Regions from separate parts of the Canis lupus genome. Here region 2 is linked to region 1. A link is a contact called in public Hi-C data. All regions are on one chromosome and are shown on one strand. Each heading gives the region's core, a stretch centred on a gene start, on an enhancer-like site or on the middle of the called end of the contact. The rest is flanking DNA. Distances are from core to core; before and after follow the strand shown.

What was found. A called contact is a pair of places that touch in the nucleus more often than the background predicts.
Region 2: a contact with region 1 is called in a Hi-C map of blood, with 9 times the contacts expected there. The contact joins the promoter of ADSS2 here to the promoter of ZBTB18 in region 1. A contact is called at or near these places in 3 of 9 Hi-C or Micro-C datasets (blood and liver).

What each region holds. Positions count from the first base shown.
Region 1 is chr7:35,064,614-35,070,230 of UU_Cfam_GSD_1.0, reverse strand. ZBTB18 (zinc finger and BTB domain-containing protein 18) reads right to left here and starts at 2,056. Exons shown (of 2, transcript XM_038542739.1): 1 at 1,941-2,056. LOC111096696 (a long non-coding RNA gene) reads right to left here. Exons shown (of 4, transcript XR_005362219.1): 4 at 3,467-4,680.
Region 2 is chr7:35,419,900-35,425,516 of UU_Cfam_GSD_1.0, reverse strand. ADSS2 (adenylosuccinate synthetase isozyme 2) reads left to right here and starts at 3,146. Exons shown (of 15, transcript XM_038542750.1): 1 at 3,146-3,287; 2 at 3,825-4,017. It overlaps CATSPERE (cation channel sperm-associated protein subunit epsilon), which reads right to left and starts at 3,493. Exons shown (of 23, transcript XM_038542744.1): 1 at 3,152-3,493; 2 at 1,183-1,231. The coding sequence starts at 3,390.

The sequences.
Region 1 (5,617 bases), core at 807-3,306:
CAACCCAATTGACATCTCCAGTCCCATTTCAACATTATTACGGTACTTTCATTTTTTTTTTTTTTCCTGCCAAGATAATGGCATACATGTCTCAATGCTGGGAGACTATACAGAACTATTACTACAGCCGGGTTCACCTTATTATTTCCCTCTTAATTTTAACTATTTGTGTCCTACAACCTACTCAATAAAATTTCTACATTGCCACTACATGCAAATTTCAACTCTCACTATCAACAAGGTGAAACTGCACTTTCTGAAATCCTGGAAAGTACTTCAGTTCAATGAGACAAATTAATAAACTGATACAACCTGCTACGGCCGCTTAAAATGAACACTGCACCTGCATATCTGATCTGACTCTCCGCTCAGGGGAGAAAAAAAAAATTAAAAAAAAAAAAAAAGCAGAACTTTGTCTTCCCCTTGATCTGTGTCCCATAACAATCTTTTTTTGGGTCACTCTGTGATGTTTCGTGATCACAAGAAAACCTTTCAGCTTTCAGTAAGAAGGGGGGGGGGCAAGTCTAGTAAGTTTGGGAACTTTTCAGCTCGACTTTGTGGGTCTTTTTCTAATGGCTGATGAAATCATAACGTAACCCGGGCTGGGCTGCCCCGTGCCCTGCAAGGTGCTGCGACATCTGTGAATGTCAAAGCCATCCCCACGGGCTCGGGAGGGCGAGGCGCAGCGCAGGCCCGAGGCGCGAGCGTCGCAGCCCTGCTGGTCACCGCCCGGTCCTCACCCGAACACCGCGGCACAGTTAACCAGTAACAAACACCGGCGTCTCCGTCCAGTCTCCCTCGCTCTGCCAAAGTCACAGACCGAACTTTCTCTAACTTCGCGGTGAATGACAGGATGACGAACGCCTATTGCGGGAGGCACTCTTCGGGAGCCACATTCCTTCCCAGCCACACAACCTATTCTCCACAAATGCCCTCGCCCCATTCCAACGTATCAGACATTAATCACCCCATTTACCCGGTGGGGTGGGGGGTGAGTGACAGTTTAATGAGTCCCAAGCACCGCAATGGGCCAGCGACTCCCACCCCACAAATCAACCCCTTCGCAGTCCTGCTACCGCGGGGTCCAGGGACGGACTGTGAGGCTGGGCTTCTGTTTCTCCCGAGGGGTGGGGGCGAGGGTGCGGAGTGGGGCCGGGGGTGGGGTGGGTAAGAAATGCAAATCTCCACGTAGTTCGCCGTGCATAAAACACACGGGGAAAGAGGAAGGTTAAACCACAGGGAAGGAGGTGGAGGGCGGAGAGCCGGTGCAGCAGGAAAACACCTTCCACAGCAGACGAGAAAACAGACCCGGGTCACGGCAACAACAAAAGAAAAGTCGTAAGAAGCAGCCCGCGGGAGGAGGGTGGCTGCTACCGCTTCCCCGACGCCGCGGCGCGCGAGCCCCCGGGGCCTCCCGGCAACTGCACCAGCCCGGGAGGGGCCCCTCCCCCGCCGGCCCCCTCCCCCCCGGGCGCCACTGCAGCTGCACCGGTCCCCGGAGCCGCGGCCGTCCCGGGCGCCGCTGCAGCTGCGGCGGCTCCCAAGCCCCCCTCCCCCAGCCCGCCGCCCTCCGCACCCGGGAGGCGCCGCCGCAGCTGCACGGGCCGGGAGCCCGCCCCGCGCCGCAGCTGCACCGGCCGCGGGGAGGGGGGCGGGGGGCGCGGCGCGGAGCCGGCGAGCCCGCACCCCGCCCGACCCCGCAGCTGCGGCGGCCCCGTCCCCGCGCCCGGCCTCCCGCAGCTGCGCCGCCCCCCGCCGCCCCAACCGCTCCGAGCACACAAACTAAACTCCACTCGCGGGGGCGCCCCCGGCCCGGCCCGGCCCGCCCTCCGCCCGCCCCGGCCCGGCCCGGGCCGCACAGCTGGCGCCCCCCGCCCGCCAGGGGGGCCGGGCGCGGAGGGGGCGCCGGGTCAGGGGCCGGGGCGGGCGCCGGCACTCACACGGAGCGGCCCTAAGTCACCGCGTCCCCGCCGCCGCCGCCGCCGCCGCCGCCGCCGCCGCCGCGTCCTCCGCCTCCTCCTCCTCTTCCTCCCGGCCGCCGCCGCCGCCGCCGCCGCCGGACTTGGTGGGCTTCCTCCTCCTCTGGCCCCCCTCCCTCCCGGCCCCCCCGCCCCCCAATCCCGGCTCCGTCGCCCGCTCCCCCTGCCCCCTCCCTCCCTCCCACCCACCCCCGCTGGCAGCCGGAGGAGCGCGGCGGAGCGAAGAGGGCCCCACTCTCAACGGCTCCCCATGGCAGCAGCCCAGCGGCGGCCGCAGCCTGCCAGACACAGCGAGGGAGCGAGCGAGGGAGCGAGTGCGGAGCCGCCGGCCGGGAGGGGGGGCGGGGAGGGGGGGCGGGCGGGGGAGGGGGAGGGGAGGGGGCGGGAGGACGCACCACGCACGCACGCGGCGGCGCCGGCCAGATGTTCCCCCCCGCCCGGCCTCGGCCCGCCCCTCTCCTCCCCCTGCCTCCCTCCCTCCCGGCGTTGGGCCCCTGCGATTGACCGTAAGCGGCTGGGCCGGCGCTCCCCGCCCGCCCCCAGCGCGCGGCCTCCTCCAATGGGAGGGCGGCCTCGCGGGAGGGCGGGGGGAGTGGCGGGCGACCGTCGGACTGACAGGAGGGCGCAGCCAATGGGCGAGGCGGGCCGGAGCTGCCGCTCGCGCGAGCCAATCGCGGGCAGGAGCTGTTGCGGTGGGCGGGGCCCGGGCGGGCGGGGGGCCGGTAGCGAGGCGGCGCGGGGCGGAGTCCTCGGGCGCAGCGGCGGCGGCGGCAGCGGCGCCCCTCTGGGTGACTTGGCCGTGAGAAAGTGAAAGGAGCCCGCAGGCGGCAGCGACAGCTGCGCTGGGAGGGGCCTGTCTCCGGGCTCCGGGGCCTCGCGCGCCCCGGGGGGGTGCGGCGCGACCTTCTCGGGGCGCACCGTGACCACCAGAAACACACTTTTAAAAGCGCTGGGGCCGGCGTGCGCCGAGTTGCGCAGGTATCCTCGGGAGGCAGGGCGCGCGGGGACGCGGGGGACGCGGCGCAGTCGTGGCCCGCCCGAGCGCGGGGAGCGGAACCGAGCGGCGCCCGCGCTCCGTCCCGCCCCCCCGCCCCCCCGCCCCCCGGTGCAGGTCGGGGCGCCGCGGCCGCGGGCTCCGGGAGGCCAGTCGGGGCGTCGCTCCCCGGACGAGGTCTGGCTCCGGGAGACACGCCTGCGGCCCCCGCGGCCCCGGGGCACTCGCCCTCTCACCAGCACACACTCCCAAGCGACCAAATTCTAGAGAACTCCGGTAAAATTGGTAGTTGTGGAAGCCGTAGCCGGATTCCTTAATTGGTACGTATCAAGCCACAGCGTTCAGCCACCGAGGGAAGATGTGAGACAGACTGCGGTGCCGCTGTCCCCTCCCTCCAGAGGAACTTTTATCTGATCCTGCCTCTTGGCTATGAAAGTGGGTCCATCACGGCAACGGAGAAATGTAGAGACTTCGCAAGAAATTGCAAATCTTGTTGAGGCGGGGATGACAAAGTGGAGCAGCAAGTAAAAAAAAAAAAAAAAAAAAAAAAAGGTTCAAGAATGTACAATAGCAAATTGCACAGTAAGGAAGTCAGTGCACTAGTAATTGTCACATGAAATGTGTTTATTCTTTGCTAACTGAACCGGGACTGGCAAGCCTGTTGCTAACCAACTTGCCAGGAGACCTTTCAACTGAGCAAAATGTGCTTTCACTTTGTTCCAGGTCAAATGGGTAAACTAAGTTGAGAGCATTGTGTGGGCAAATCAGACATGTTGAATTACTAATGAAGTCCAAACAGGAGCACGTAACATTCCTGGAGCTGAAATACAGTTGGGCTGTCCTGTTAGAAACAATCCGATGTTCTCTTTCCTGGGCTTTTTCACATGCCCTCGGGATGGATCACTGAGATCAAGGCCATCCTGTGATAATTAGTTCCTTAGTTCATGAAACATACCGTTGTATGTATGCTTTTGGTGAATTCTAGATCTTTTAGTCTATTGGTAGAAGGCCCAATTTCAGTTTGCTCTGTTTCCAGTTAGGGAAATTTGTAAATTTTCTTGATGGATGCAACATACTATTAAAAAAAAAAAAATGTGAAAAGGAGCACATGCTTTGCCAACAAGTTGAGGAAGGAAAAAGGAATAAAATGTTTGCATTCTCAGAGCTGTTCCTCACCTAAGAAAAGTTCAAAATAAGGAAAATAACAGATCTCTGGATGAACAGACATGAAGCTATTGTGTCAGGATATTAATAAGTCCGTGAGAAAATTAGATCCTCCACGAAAAGTTTGGAAACTTAGCTCTGTGGCATAGAGAGCAAAATCACAGCTGTACCAAAGGGTTTAATTACCTAAGTAGAATAACAGCCCCGGAGATGAGCCAGGGGTCTGACACGTCGATGCCTCCGAAGTTGTGAGCATTGTTTCCTAGATGGGGCAGTCATTACTAGAATTCATTTTTGAGAGCTGAGTTGTGTAGCCAGAAAATATAGATTAAATGGATATTTAAGGAAGCAAGTATGTCATCCCTCAATTATGTAAAGGGTTTTATAAATTTATGAAAATGCATGGAATATTCATACGTTGTCAGAATCAATAAAAACATTTCTGGAGTATTTATTGTGTTCAAGAAAGGCATTCTGATGGGATGTGAAAGATGAACAGAAAAGCAAGAGGCAGGTTCTCTCCTTCCTGGGGTTTAAATGGAGCTGGGAAAGAAATGGTGTGACTGTATAAAAATCTGGAACAACGGAGAGACTAAACAACAATATAATATGAATGTCAGAGCTAAATGTAATATTCAGTTGTTACAATCATCTTCCCCCGGCCCCTGGTGAGGCTGTATTTTTTCTGCCCCATTTTTTACGTTAAGAAAATGTTTTACTCTCTGAATTTATTTGAAAGTGTCATAAACTTACTACAAAAATGATCCTTTTAATCATCTTTGGAAAATCATCAGCATACAAATTGTAAATAAAACAAGACTGATGTCAGAGGTGTCATGACACAGAACAATTACTATTTTTACTGAGTGCTCACTGGAACTGTGGAAAGTAAGAAGTCAGACCCAAATAGCCCCCAGGGTAAGCTCCTCAAAGTGGGGTCTGTTTACCTCTACCCAACAGGCTTAGCAAATTAACAAGATTAAAAAAAAAAAAAAAAAAAGCTGCTTGACAGAGTTTGAAAGCCAATATTTTTTTCCCTCTCCCACAGTGAGGAGAAATAAAGTGTAAAAAGTACAATCTCTAAACTATTAGAAAAATGTACCATTACTTTCTTCTGAAAAAAATCCCAATCCTGTACAGTTAACAGTTAATGCATACTTTTCTAAGAGTCCTGAAATTTAAAATGACACGAGCCAATCTAACCGTTCATGGTTAGATTTCTCACCAGAGAACAAGTTTTATGTTTTAATAATACATGGATTTCAAACAATAACAATCTAACACTATAAAATGTTGACAGACCAAATAAAGATTTAATTTGATGGGCAACTCCATAAAATGAATGTCTGACTTTTAAATGTGAACCACAGGTCAAATCTCTGAAAAACTTAACATCTTTGTTAACACTTTGTGAGATAGGTCATGTCAAAAAAGTTATCCCTGCAATTGTATGCTTTATGAACTTCATGTATAACTGGGG
Region 2 (5,617 bases), core at 1,897-4,396, 350 kb before region 1:
GGCAATTCAGAAGAGAAACCTGCATAAATATGGGAAGAGATGCTCAAAATCACTAGTTATCAGAGAGCTGAAGATAACAACAGTGATAAGCCATTACACATAATAATAAAATTGGTAAAAAAAAAAAAAAAAGTAATAATACCAAACTTTGGTGAAGATGTGCAGTAGGTGGGAATAGAAATTGTGATTGCCATTCAAGAACAATCATGCAGAATTTAGTTAAATCAAGTATCTGCTCTCCCTACGTCCCAGCAACGATAGCTGAAAAATTATTGCACAGTCCCATAAAGGGACATGTAGAAGGCTATTCACCACAGTGTTGTGAAGATAGAAAGCCATGTGCCCATCATTGGGAAGCTATACAGATAAAATGAAATAAATACTAGTAATCAGGCAGCATTAAGAAAAAATGATCTAGGGATGCCTGGGTAGCACAGTGGCTGAGCATCTGCCTTTGGCTCAGTGTGTAATCCCGGGGTTTCCAGATTGAGTCACGCATCGGGCTCCCTGCAGGGAGCCTGCTTCTCCCTCTGGCTATATCTCTGCCTCTTTATGTGTCTCTCATGAATGAATAAAAATTTAAAAATCTGAAAAAAAAAGAAATGAGCTAGACAAAGTATTGAATAAAAAAAGAGAAGTAATATAGAGAATGAAGTCTACAGCTTTGGTGACCATTCATCCTGGTTTGCCAAGGCAGCTGCAATTTCTATCTGTTGTCCCAGCATAAATATTAATAGGACTTTCATTTTCAATAGTTTACACAATGTATTGTATGGCCATTCTATCTGTGAATATTAAATCACAAAAACTCAAAACCACACTACTTATGTTTGGTACATACATATTTAACGACATTTATTGGTGAGGGGATTTATATTAGGATGATAAAGGAAATAGAAATAAATGAATGATACTGTGCCATAACTGAGTATAGGGGCACCTGGGTGGCTCAGTGGTTGAGCATCTGCCTTTGCCTCAGGTTATGATCCTGGGATCCTGGAATGGAGTCTAATACAGGACTCCCTGCAGGGAGAACTCTGCCTATGTCTCTGCCTCTCTGTGTCTCTCATGAATAAATAAAAAAAACAAAAACAAAAACAAAAAAGCAACTGAGTATAAAATACTGTTCTCTAAGGTAGATAATAATATTTAACTCTAGTTTGAAAAAAGTTAAACACTTACAGTACTTCTGGTACTAAAAATGTGGTAGTTTGGGCTGTTAGTGGAATACCTATGGAGAAAAAGGTCAAATATAAGTATTAAAATAATTTCTCCTCCAAATAAGAGGGATTCTATAGTAAACCCAGAAGTGGACATAAGTCCATAGGGAAGTTTTGTATAGGACAGAGGTGATACTCAATAAATGGAGCTGGAAAATGGATCTGGATTCATAAGGAGAAAGAAATAATCGCAGTCCTACCATAGATCATTTATGAAAACCAACTCCACTGGGATAAGAAATATCAAAAACATTAATACTCTTAGTAGAAAATTTAGGTAAATGTCTCTCAGATGCTCAGGAAAGAAAGAAATCATTGAAATAAGACAACTACCCTGAATTCTCCACCCCAAAAAAGCTAACAATAAAAAAAATCATTACATCAAATTTAAGAAATTTTGTCCTTTAAGAGAACACCTTATTAAGAAATAAAATTCAAGGAGCCAGTGACTACTATGGGAAATAATATGTTTGTCTTCATTAAACTCTCACTGAAAATTTAGGGAAGGGAAAGAAATTTAGCATCTCCTTCATTTATGAACGTAGAGCAGGGGTTAGCAAGTTGGGGTCAAATTCCTCCCGTTTTTGTAAAGATTTTCATTGACACACGGCCACACCCATTGGCTTACTAGTGTTGAGTTGTGCATTACATCACCCGAAAGGCCTTACTATCTGGCACTTACAGAAAGTTTGGTAACCTCTGGTGTACACCATAAAGTCTATAAAGTCTTTGAATTCACAGGCCATGCTTGATAATATCCCCCATCCCTATACTGACCCATTTGCCAGGCACGTGTTGGGAGCTAAATATATCTTTGCATTCAAGCCTCGCTACCACCCCACGAGACAGGTTTTATTTTCTTCACTTTATAGAGGAGAAAACAGAGGTTGACACAGTTCTGCCAGAATGCTATCTTTTTGCTTTCTCTCAAGGCTACTCTATCTCTGTCCGATCTCCCCCAAGTGTCCAAGGAGGGGCTGTGGATCCCTTCCCTCAGCAATCTCTGGAATGGTTGATTTATTGTCAGGGTTCTTACGTCCTAATGTTAGAGGGTAATACAGCCAAACCTCCATCGAAGAGAATAGTCACAGAAGGCTAATCATCTGTTTTTTTAACCCATGTTAGAAATATTTCTAAAATATTTCGATCCATTTTCCAACCCAGCAGTTGCTACCCAACCGAAGAAAACTCACACTTGGCATTGAGGATTTCTCAGAACTTTTTAAGTTTTCACTCCCTAAATCCCATCACAGGAAACAACTCCCATTCCTCATGCAGGAATTACACCCCCTTACATTTATTTGTTTAGTTTATAAAGCACTTTGTCACAAATCAAGTGCACCTGCCTCCCAGGTAACTTCCGCCACCTAGTCACCCCAGGGAAGTGCCCTCGCCCCGGCCTCCCTCCCCGGGAGCGACTTGTGGGTTCCCCCTCCCTCCTCTGCTCAAGCTGGAGGAAACGAAAGGCTCCGCTGCCCGCAGGGGCAGCGACGCGGAGTGACCGAGACCCTGGAAGAGCGAAGCCCTAAAGCTGCGCCCTCGTCCTCCGCGACTCTCGGAAGGGGGCGGCGGGGCGAGGCGAGGCGAGGCGAGGCCGGGCGGGGCGGGGCTGCGTCCCCAAGGGCGACCTCCGCCGGGGCCCCCGGGCGCCACTGGCATCTCTACCTCCACAGGGCAGAGCCGCAGCAGCTCAGCCACGACAGCAACACCGCCAATCCCCGGGCTGACATGGCGCACAGCCGGCCTCCGCCCAACCGCCCAACCGCCCAACCGCCCGAGCCGCGCCAGCCCCGGCCCAGCGCGCTCCCGGGGGCGCCAGCGGACAAGGGAGGAGGCGGGAGCTGCTGCTGCGGCGGCGGCGCTGGGGACCGCGGGGCGGGGCGGGGTCCCGGGCCCCGCGGGTGCGCATGCGCGCCAGGGCAGGCCGCTACCTGCGCCACCCGCAGCCTCGCCGTTGGTGGGAGTCGAAAATGTAAACCAGACTTGAGGAAAGGCAGGCAGAAACCATGCCTGCTTGGAGTGAAAGAGCAAAAACCACTTCGGAAAGTCCCAGTTGACTAAACGAAGGTGAAGCTTTTAAATGACTATCTTTTAGCCCAAATTTTCGTTGTGACTGTAGAAATACTGCGACAACAAATACATATCCGGCAGTGCTTTCCAGGCACTCCATAGATGATTTTCAAGTTAGTGTTGTTACTGAGCACTTGCTTTATGCCCAGCACTACCTTGCGCACTGGAGTGCAAAGAAGTATCACAGCTTTCTGGTTTACAGAGGGATCGTAATCTGGTAAAGCCAAGATAAACACCAAAATTGTCACATGGTATTACCATTTATCTGCTTATTGGTTGTTAGACCAAATCATCTGAATCCTTGAGTGCTGCAACAGTATCTTTACTCCTCTTATGTCATCAGGGCCCAGTGCCACCAGTTTGGAGTAGGTCCTCAGTGTTTACTGACAACCAGTCATCGGGGAATAGTTTAATACTGCACTCTGTTCCTGGGGCCATTAGAGAACGTGACTGTGCGTTTGTGATGCGTATGTGGTAGACACTGCATGTAATGCGATTCTGTTCCCACTTTTTTATGAAGCTATTTTCTATCAGATTCGACGTCAGGTACTGTGAGCTGCAGTTGGAAGAGCATTAGTTCAGCAGTAGGAACACTTTACTCCGGAATCTCGCTGCAGCTCAAACACGAAGGGGAGTGGAACACAGAGGGTCTGGGCTCCGGACTCTCCCTACCGATTCAGTCAGCCAGCACCAGAGCAAGTTAATTTTTAAGTCCTGTAAAACAAGGGTAAGATACTCTTACTTACTTATATGGTTGTGGGATTTAAAAGAGCTAGGAGTATCGCAGTATTTGGCACAAACTATGCATCAGTATCGCCCTCCTACTCTCGGAGCCTGTTACTAATGTGCAAAATGGGAAGGGTTACAACTTTACTCGGGTTCTAGATGTTCGGTTCCAACATCCTCTATTGCTAGACTTTGGAGTTTGCCCTGTCGGATCCCGGTCCCATCTCTGTGCTTATTGCCCTCTAGTTCCCCCCCATTCTCAATCTGTACGTTTCCATTCCATCCTACTTGCATTTGGGAATTCCACCCTTCGTATTTCGTACACATGATCTCGTCCCTTAATACAGACAAGTCGTGTAAGAATAATCTGAAAACGTCTTCGGAGACGGAGACCTGCAGACAGCAAACAGCATGGCCCCAACAGGCGTCGCCTCCGCCCGGAGCGTTGCATGCCGGGAGTTGTAGTCCGACGCTCGAGCACGCACCTCCGCGCCTCTCGGGTTTGAAAAGCGGGAGCAGGGCGGGTAGGCGGGGCGTGGAGGCGAAGCGCCCTCGAGGCCCCGCCCCCGCCGCCTTCCGCTCGCGGGGTGCGCCCCGGGGTGGCGCGCCGGGCTGCGGAAGGGGCGTGGCCTCGGTCCGGGTGGCGGCGGTTGCCGCCACCGGGGCCTCTTCCTGCGGGCGGTGCTGCGGCGGCCGGCCTGCGCGGGGCAGTCATGGGCGCCCGGTGAGCGGGCTGTGGCGGAGAGCGGGGCGGGGCCTGGCTGGAGGGTGGCGGCCCGGCGGGGGCGGGGGCGGGGGCGGGGGCGGGGCCGGGGCCGGCCTCTGGCTCCTTCTTCCTCCGCATGTGGCTGGCGGCCGCAGAGCGGTTGAGTTCGCGCACTCCCCGCCGCCCGCGTCCCTCTCGGGCTCTCCTCGCGTCACTGGAGCCATGGCGCTCGCCGAGACCGACGCGGCGGCCTCGTCCCTGCCCAACGGCGACTGCGGCCGCCCCGGGGCGCGGCCCGGGGGAAACCGGGTGACGGTGGTGCTCGGCGCGCAGTGGGGCGACGAAGGCAAAGGGAAGGTGGTGGATCTGCTGGCGCAGGACGCCGACATCGTGTGCCGCTGCCAGGTGAGGCGACCGGGCTCTGACGGGAAGCCGGGCCCCAGAGCGCGGGCGCGGAGCCCGGATCCGTCGTCCAGAAGGTGTCACCTTGAGCTTGCCTCCTCGGGGCTGCGGCGACGTGGGGCCATGGCGGGAGGTCCGAGACCCCCGACCCGCTGTCTCGGGGTGTGGGGTTGCGGCGGCCCCGGAGGAAGAGCAGGGGTGACCGGGAGCCTCGCAGAGATGCGCGAAGCCCCGGCAGCTGCGGTTTTCCGTCTGGGGGCCAGTGCCCAGCCCCGAGCCCGGGGCCGCGGTGGCGGGCAGGATAGGGTCCGGGTTGGAGGAGCTGCCGCCCGAGGCCTGCTCCCGACTCCGGGCGGAGACCCCGCACGGCGCAGAGCTCCCCCCTCCCCCCAATCTCCCACCCAGCGAGAGCGAGTGGCAGTGGATTGTTCCAAAGCGTCCGAAAACCCCCGCGACCCCCCCCCCCCCCCCCCACCTGCAGGCCCCCGGCGCC